Linked DNA regions of Sus scrofa: region 1 is linked to region 2. The links are chromatin contacts, called in public Hi-C maps. All regions are on one chromosome and are shown on one strand. Each heading gives the region's core, a stretch centred on a gene start, on an enhancer-like site or on the middle of the called end of the contact. The rest is flanking DNA. Distances are from core to core; before and after follow the strand shown. Region 1 holds the start of PRPF19 (pre-mRNA processing factor 19). Region 2 holds the start of VPS37C (vacuolar protein sorting-associated protein 37C).

Region 1 (2,700 bases), core at 50-2,549, 240 kb before region 2:
GCATTTACGTGGTGTTTACTAGGTGCCAAGCACAGCCTGTAAACACTTCCCATTGCTTAAATCATCCCCACAACAACCCCCAACTGAGGTATCATTTACACCCTTGAGGATAGAGATTATAGCTGGCTTCCGACTTCCAGGACAAGGCAGATGCCCAGCAGGCGCTCAGTAAACATCTAAGAGATGAGCCAAAGAGAGGAAGGATGGAGCTTCCTTAAGGGCTTCCTTAAGATTGAAACAATGAATGTGAAAATACTTGGCACACTATAATTTCTTTAAGGTGTACCTTTCCTTTATCTAGTCACATTTCCCTTCCCCCTTTCTTTCCTTTTTTTTTCTTTTGGATTTATGGAAAGGTTCTGAGAGGAGTAAAGGGCCTGAGAGTTAGGAAGCAAAGAAAGAAAAGGATGAGAGACTAATAACCCAATAACAATGAGTACAAAATATCACAATAAAATACCGAAAGGAAAGACAGGTCAAGGCATTTGAAAAAAGCACAGATTCATGGTCAGGGAGAACCTGACTCCATCACCCAGCTCTACCACTTACTAGCTGTACTGTTTTACAAAAGCCACATTCTGCTTCAGCCTTACATCCTTATCTGTAAAACAGGATCTTTATTTCTGCTCTGGAGAAATGAGAACATAACAAGATCACAGTCTTGCAAACGAGCTGTAAATCAACAGAGGCTTTATAAAAGTGCGCTGTTTTCAGCAGTCCGTAAAGGGTGAGGCTGGAAGCCAGGTCCCTGGCTCCCAGCCCTGTCACAGCCTGTAACTCACTGTCCGACCTTTGCAAATTGCAGAAGCTCTGCCTACCCGAGCAGGGCCTCAGACAACATCCAGTGCCAAGGCCCTCATTTTGCAGATGGGGAAACTGAGGCCCGCATCCTTGCGCCACATCACAAAGCCAATCTGAGGCGGATCCTGCACGAGCCCTCGCATTTCCTAATTTCTACAGCAGAGCTGTTTCCCCTGCACCAGCTCCCTCTATCCAGGCCTCTGTTCAACTGCGCAAACAAGGTGGGTGGCCTCGGCGCTGCCTGCGACAATACACTTGAGGCGTTATGTAAACTGTGAAGCGTTGCGCAAATGCACCCCACGCTTGAGGAGGAGGACCCCCGGGGCTGACAGGCCGCCGCCCTGCCCCCCCGGGAGCCGCGTTTTCACCTCCACCCCCGCCCCGGCGCCGCAGAGGCCCGCAGATCCTCCCACTCGGCTCTGTGGCCTCCTGCGCCCAGCGATCGGCCACAGGCGATACTCACTAGAGCAGATCAGGGACATGTTGCCGTAGCTGCGCTCCGAGGCTCCTCACACCTGGCTTCGGATCAGCTTCTGAGCCCGCGGGGCCCACTTCCGGTTCCCCGCTGCTTCCGGGACGCTCCGCGCAAGCGGGGAGCGACCCCGCTGGACGATGCTCCCGCAACGTTTCACGTGGGACAGCGGCTGGTCGCGCGCCTCAGCCTCCAGCTTTTAACGGAAACTGTCCTTTCCCAGAATGCAACCGGGCAGGAAAGGGCGCGCCAGGAAGTACTCGGCTATTTCCGGGCCCGCTCGGCTCCTTTCGTAAAGCTCTCTTGGGGTTGGGGGAAAGGAGAGCCGAAACTACATTTCCCGTGATGCAGTGGGAGTTTTAATCCAATCAACTCAGTAATTTTTTAAACCAATCAACTCAGAAACTTTAAACCAATCGACTCTTTTGAGACCGGAGCGGGAAGGGGGGGCCTTGGGATCGTAGTCTTGCAAACGCTGTTGCGAGCGAGAATTACCCCGCTTCTCAAAACGCATCTTCCTGGGGTCCGCTGAAGAGAGCGTTTTCCATGGCTGCTCCCACGTGATTCTTGACAAGTGTTTCTCGGAGTACCCTTTGAAAGGTCCAAGGAAGAAGGCGCGGATGCTGATAGGTGAAAAAACTTTTCTGATGGCTGGGTTCTCCGCTAGACTGTAAATTCCATGATGGCAGGAACCACAGTTGTTCTGGTTATTGTTGTTTCTAAGAGGCTGACACAGTACCTGAAATATAGCAGGACTGTCACAACTATTGTTGGTTGAATGCCAGGCATTTTAAGTACTCAGATGTGGTAGGAAATAAAATGGATCCATTTATACATGCACCCCAATGTTCACTGCAGCACTATTCACAATAGCCAAGACTTGGAAACAACCTAAGTGTCTATCAACAGATAAGTGGATTAAGAAGATGTGGTACATATATACAGTGGAATACTACTCAGCCATAATGAAGAACAAAATAATGCCACTTGCTGCAACAGAGATGTAACTAGAGATGATCATACTAAGAAAGAGAAAGACAAATACCACGTAATAACACATGTGGAACCTAAAATATGGCACAAGTGAACCTATATACAAAACAGACCCACGGACAAGAACAGACTGGTAGTTGCCGAGGGAGAAGGATGGACTGGGAGCTTGGATGTAGTAGATGCAAACTACTATATTTAGAATAGTTGGACTGGAGTTCCTGTTGTGGCTCAATGGGTTAAGAACCCAACATGGTGTCCATGAGGATATGGGTCCATGGCCTCCCTCGGTGGGTTAAGGATCCAGTGCAAGCTTCAGTGTAGGTCAAAGGTGTGGCTCAGATCCTGTGTTGCTGTGGTGCAGGCTGGCAGCTGCAGCTCCAATTCAACTCCTAGCCCAGGAACTTCCATATGCCAAAGGTATGGCCATAACAAGA
Region 2 (2,876 bases), core at 68-2,567:
CCAGAATCAGAGTTCAGGCCTGTGCAGGGTCTCGGCTTTGGACAATAGCCAAAGAAAGTCTTTCCTTCCCAAATCCTTGTCACCACCACCTCAAGCTCTAGGGCTGACCATCACAGACCCGAGAGCCCGGTGGCAGCATCCTGGCTGCACCAGTAGGAAATGGGACTCCTGGAAAAGAGGCAAGGAGCCAATGAAGACGGTGGAAAAGGCCTGAATCAGCAATGGTATTACTGGGATACTGAAGTGAAAGGAAGTGCTTCTGTGAAGTTTCCAGAGCTAAGGGTGGACATTCCAGGGTGAGTGAGCCTAGACAGTGGGTAGCTGAGAAAGCACTGACTCGTCTCAGGGGCTGAAACCCTGAGGTGTAGAGTCAACTCTGCCAATAAACACAAACACACACACACACACACACACACACACACACACACCACTGCTCTCTGAACTCAGGAGAACCAGGTACATACTGGAGATACACACACACCAATGCCCTTTGCACCCAGCAGGTGCAGGACTATGCACTGGTCAGTGATGCTGAGCAGTCTAAGTCCAGGTCCAGAATAAAGGATAAGAACGACCCCAAGGCTGAAAAGCCACATTCTCACTGCCCTGAGAAATGACATAGGCCAGGGAGTTAAAGACCTGAGCGCCCCTCAGAACCCACTAAGCGGCACTCCTGCTGGCAAGTCAGATCCCACTCTTAGGCCTGTTTCCCCACCTGCACAACGGGTAAACCTGTTCTAACGTCACCAGACTGGTGACCAGCAAGACGCTCAAGTACGAGGAAGGGGGCGGGGCTGGAGGCGCAACCTGCGCGGGGAGCTCGGGCAATGCCTCTTTCCCTCCCTCCCGCCCTCCCACGGCGAGGGGCCGGGGCGCCAGCTCTCAGCGGGAGTCACGCGCCCCTTACGCCCAATCACCAGCTTCTGCCGGAGTGAGGCGGGCAGGCGGGGGTGAGCTGGGAGCGATTGCCAGCGCCGCCCCCATCCCCATCCTTGCCCCTCCCCGGGCCCCAGCTCACCTACCCCTACCGCGGCCGCCGCCACCGCCGTCGCGGGTTAAATCGCAGCCGGAGTCCACACTTCCGGGGTCCTGGAGGCCCGCCCCCCCGCCGGATGTGACCCCCCCTCCAACGTCCGGGCGCTGGGAGCGAGGCCAAGCCACTCGTCCGGCAACACGTCGGGCGCGCTGCGGGCCTCAAAGTCACCACGATACCGCACCCCCGCCCCCAACACATATACACTCGCTGCCAGCCGGGACCACACCCACGACAGGGCCCACGAGACCACACCCGCGCGCAGTGGACGCCCGGCCCCGCCCCCCGCAGGCCATTGCCCCGCCCCCAGAAGGGGCCGCCCATTGGGCGGAACCCAGACGGCCCTGAGCGAGTGCGCCTGCGCAGGAGTCCAATGACTTTGCTGGCAGTCGCTAGAGGCTCCCCTAGATTTAACCGAGCTCGGCCTTGGGAAAGCCGCTAAAGCGGATCAAAAGAGCCCCGAAAGGAAAAGAATGGAATCCCAGCACCGAAGGGACTCCTTAGATGTCTGAGATCAGACTGCGGAACCCCAACGCAGACTAGAGGGATCACAGCCCTAGGTGTCCCCTCGCAAACAGCAGTCTCCTGCCAATATGGCAGGGTCCTGAAAACAACTCTGAGTAGTTTCTCCAAAAGTAACCTGTTTCCCAGGGCCGTAGGTTACATTTAGTCCATTCTGTGTGGACTAAAATAAAATAACAGACGGCCTTATACATCCTCACTTGCCCAGAATTACAAGGCTGATGTCTCGTGAAGCAAGGTCCTGACACTACTACCTCTCTCTTTCCTTGGCAGCTTGTACTGGACAGACAACCAGGCCTGGAGGCGAAGTCCATTACCTGTTTGGCCTCCCAACAGCGTCTGTTATTGCAGCTTTGTAAGAATAGGACCTCAGGAGGAGAGCTGCCATAGACCAAGGAAACCGGCCACCCCAATTCAAAACCTTATTAGATGTTGAATTAAGACCATCGTTGCTAGTGACAGAAATCCAATTCAAAGCAGCTTCTGCAAAGTGTAAATTATTGTGTCACTTAACAATAAAATCCAGGGGTGATGGTAGTGCCAGGAACAGCAATATTCAAGGCCTCATTCTCCTAATTTGACTCTGTTCTTTTCCTTTCCGCAGATAGTCCCAAATTTTCTATTTCAAATGCTAGAGAGAACGGATCTGATTGGCTAAGATAATCCCCATTGCTCCAAGTGGGCAGAATTTACTTTCTTGCCTCCTCAAAGGCTGTCAGGCAGCCTATGAATTAACGACCATTGGGTCAGGTGATCACTGTTCTCCAATGAATGGTCACCTCTTAGAGTACAGGAGAGATCAGTGAGGAAGGCAGTCTCAGCTATTTGACCCATCTTGAGACACCAGTACCGCTTTTGAGAGATGCCATGACTGGTTTTGCAAACATTTATTTCACTTTGAATATGATGTCAGAGTGGCTCCCATTGACAACAGCTTCTGGAAAGCTGGGTTGAAACTCTTTCCAAGGGGTGCGGAGGGCCAGGGCAGATGACTTTAACCTTTAGTTATAAGCCCTTTTGTGCTATATACTTTTTAATCCTGTATTTTATGACTTTTTGGGGTAAAACATTAGAAAACAAAGATGGATTGTCTTGAGCTTATACTTCCACTTACTGGTACTGTGTCAGAACTTGGAACGTGGGTGTGATGGCTGGAGCTAGAATAGTCATCCTGAACCATGAGGCAACCATGAGACTAAGGGCATACCTGACCACGTAATAAAATAGAAGGAGTATAACACCATGGAGCCCAATGACACTGTTGGATGCCCACTTCAGGATTTTTATAGGAAAGGGAAATAATCCACCTTTGTAAGCTGCT

The links. Hi-C and Micro-C count contacts between places; a contact is called where the count stands out from the background.
Region 1: a Hi-C map of liver shows a contact between it and region 2, with 4 times the contacts expected there. The contact joins the promoter of PRPF19 here to the promoter of VPS37C in region 2. A contact is called at or near these places in 2 of 5 promoter capture datasets (fetal liver and fetal skeletal muscle), 4 of 47 Hi-C or Micro-C datasets (heart right ventricle, liver and skeletal muscle) and 1 of 2 datasets of contacts at active chromatin or transcription factors (alveolar macrophages).

What each region holds. Positions count from the first base shown.
Region 1 is chr2:10,850,378-10,853,077 of Sscrofa11.1, reverse strand. It overlaps PRPF19 (pre-mRNA processing factor 19), which reads right to left and starts at 1,299. Exons shown (of 16, transcript NM_001128457.1): 1 at 1,265-1,299. The coding sequence starts at 1,283.
Region 2 is chr2:10,612,639-10,615,514 of Sscrofa11.1, reverse strand. VPS37C (vacuolar protein sorting-associated protein 37C) reads right to left here and starts at 1,317. Exons shown (of 6, transcript XM_021082961.1): 1 at 1,023-1,317.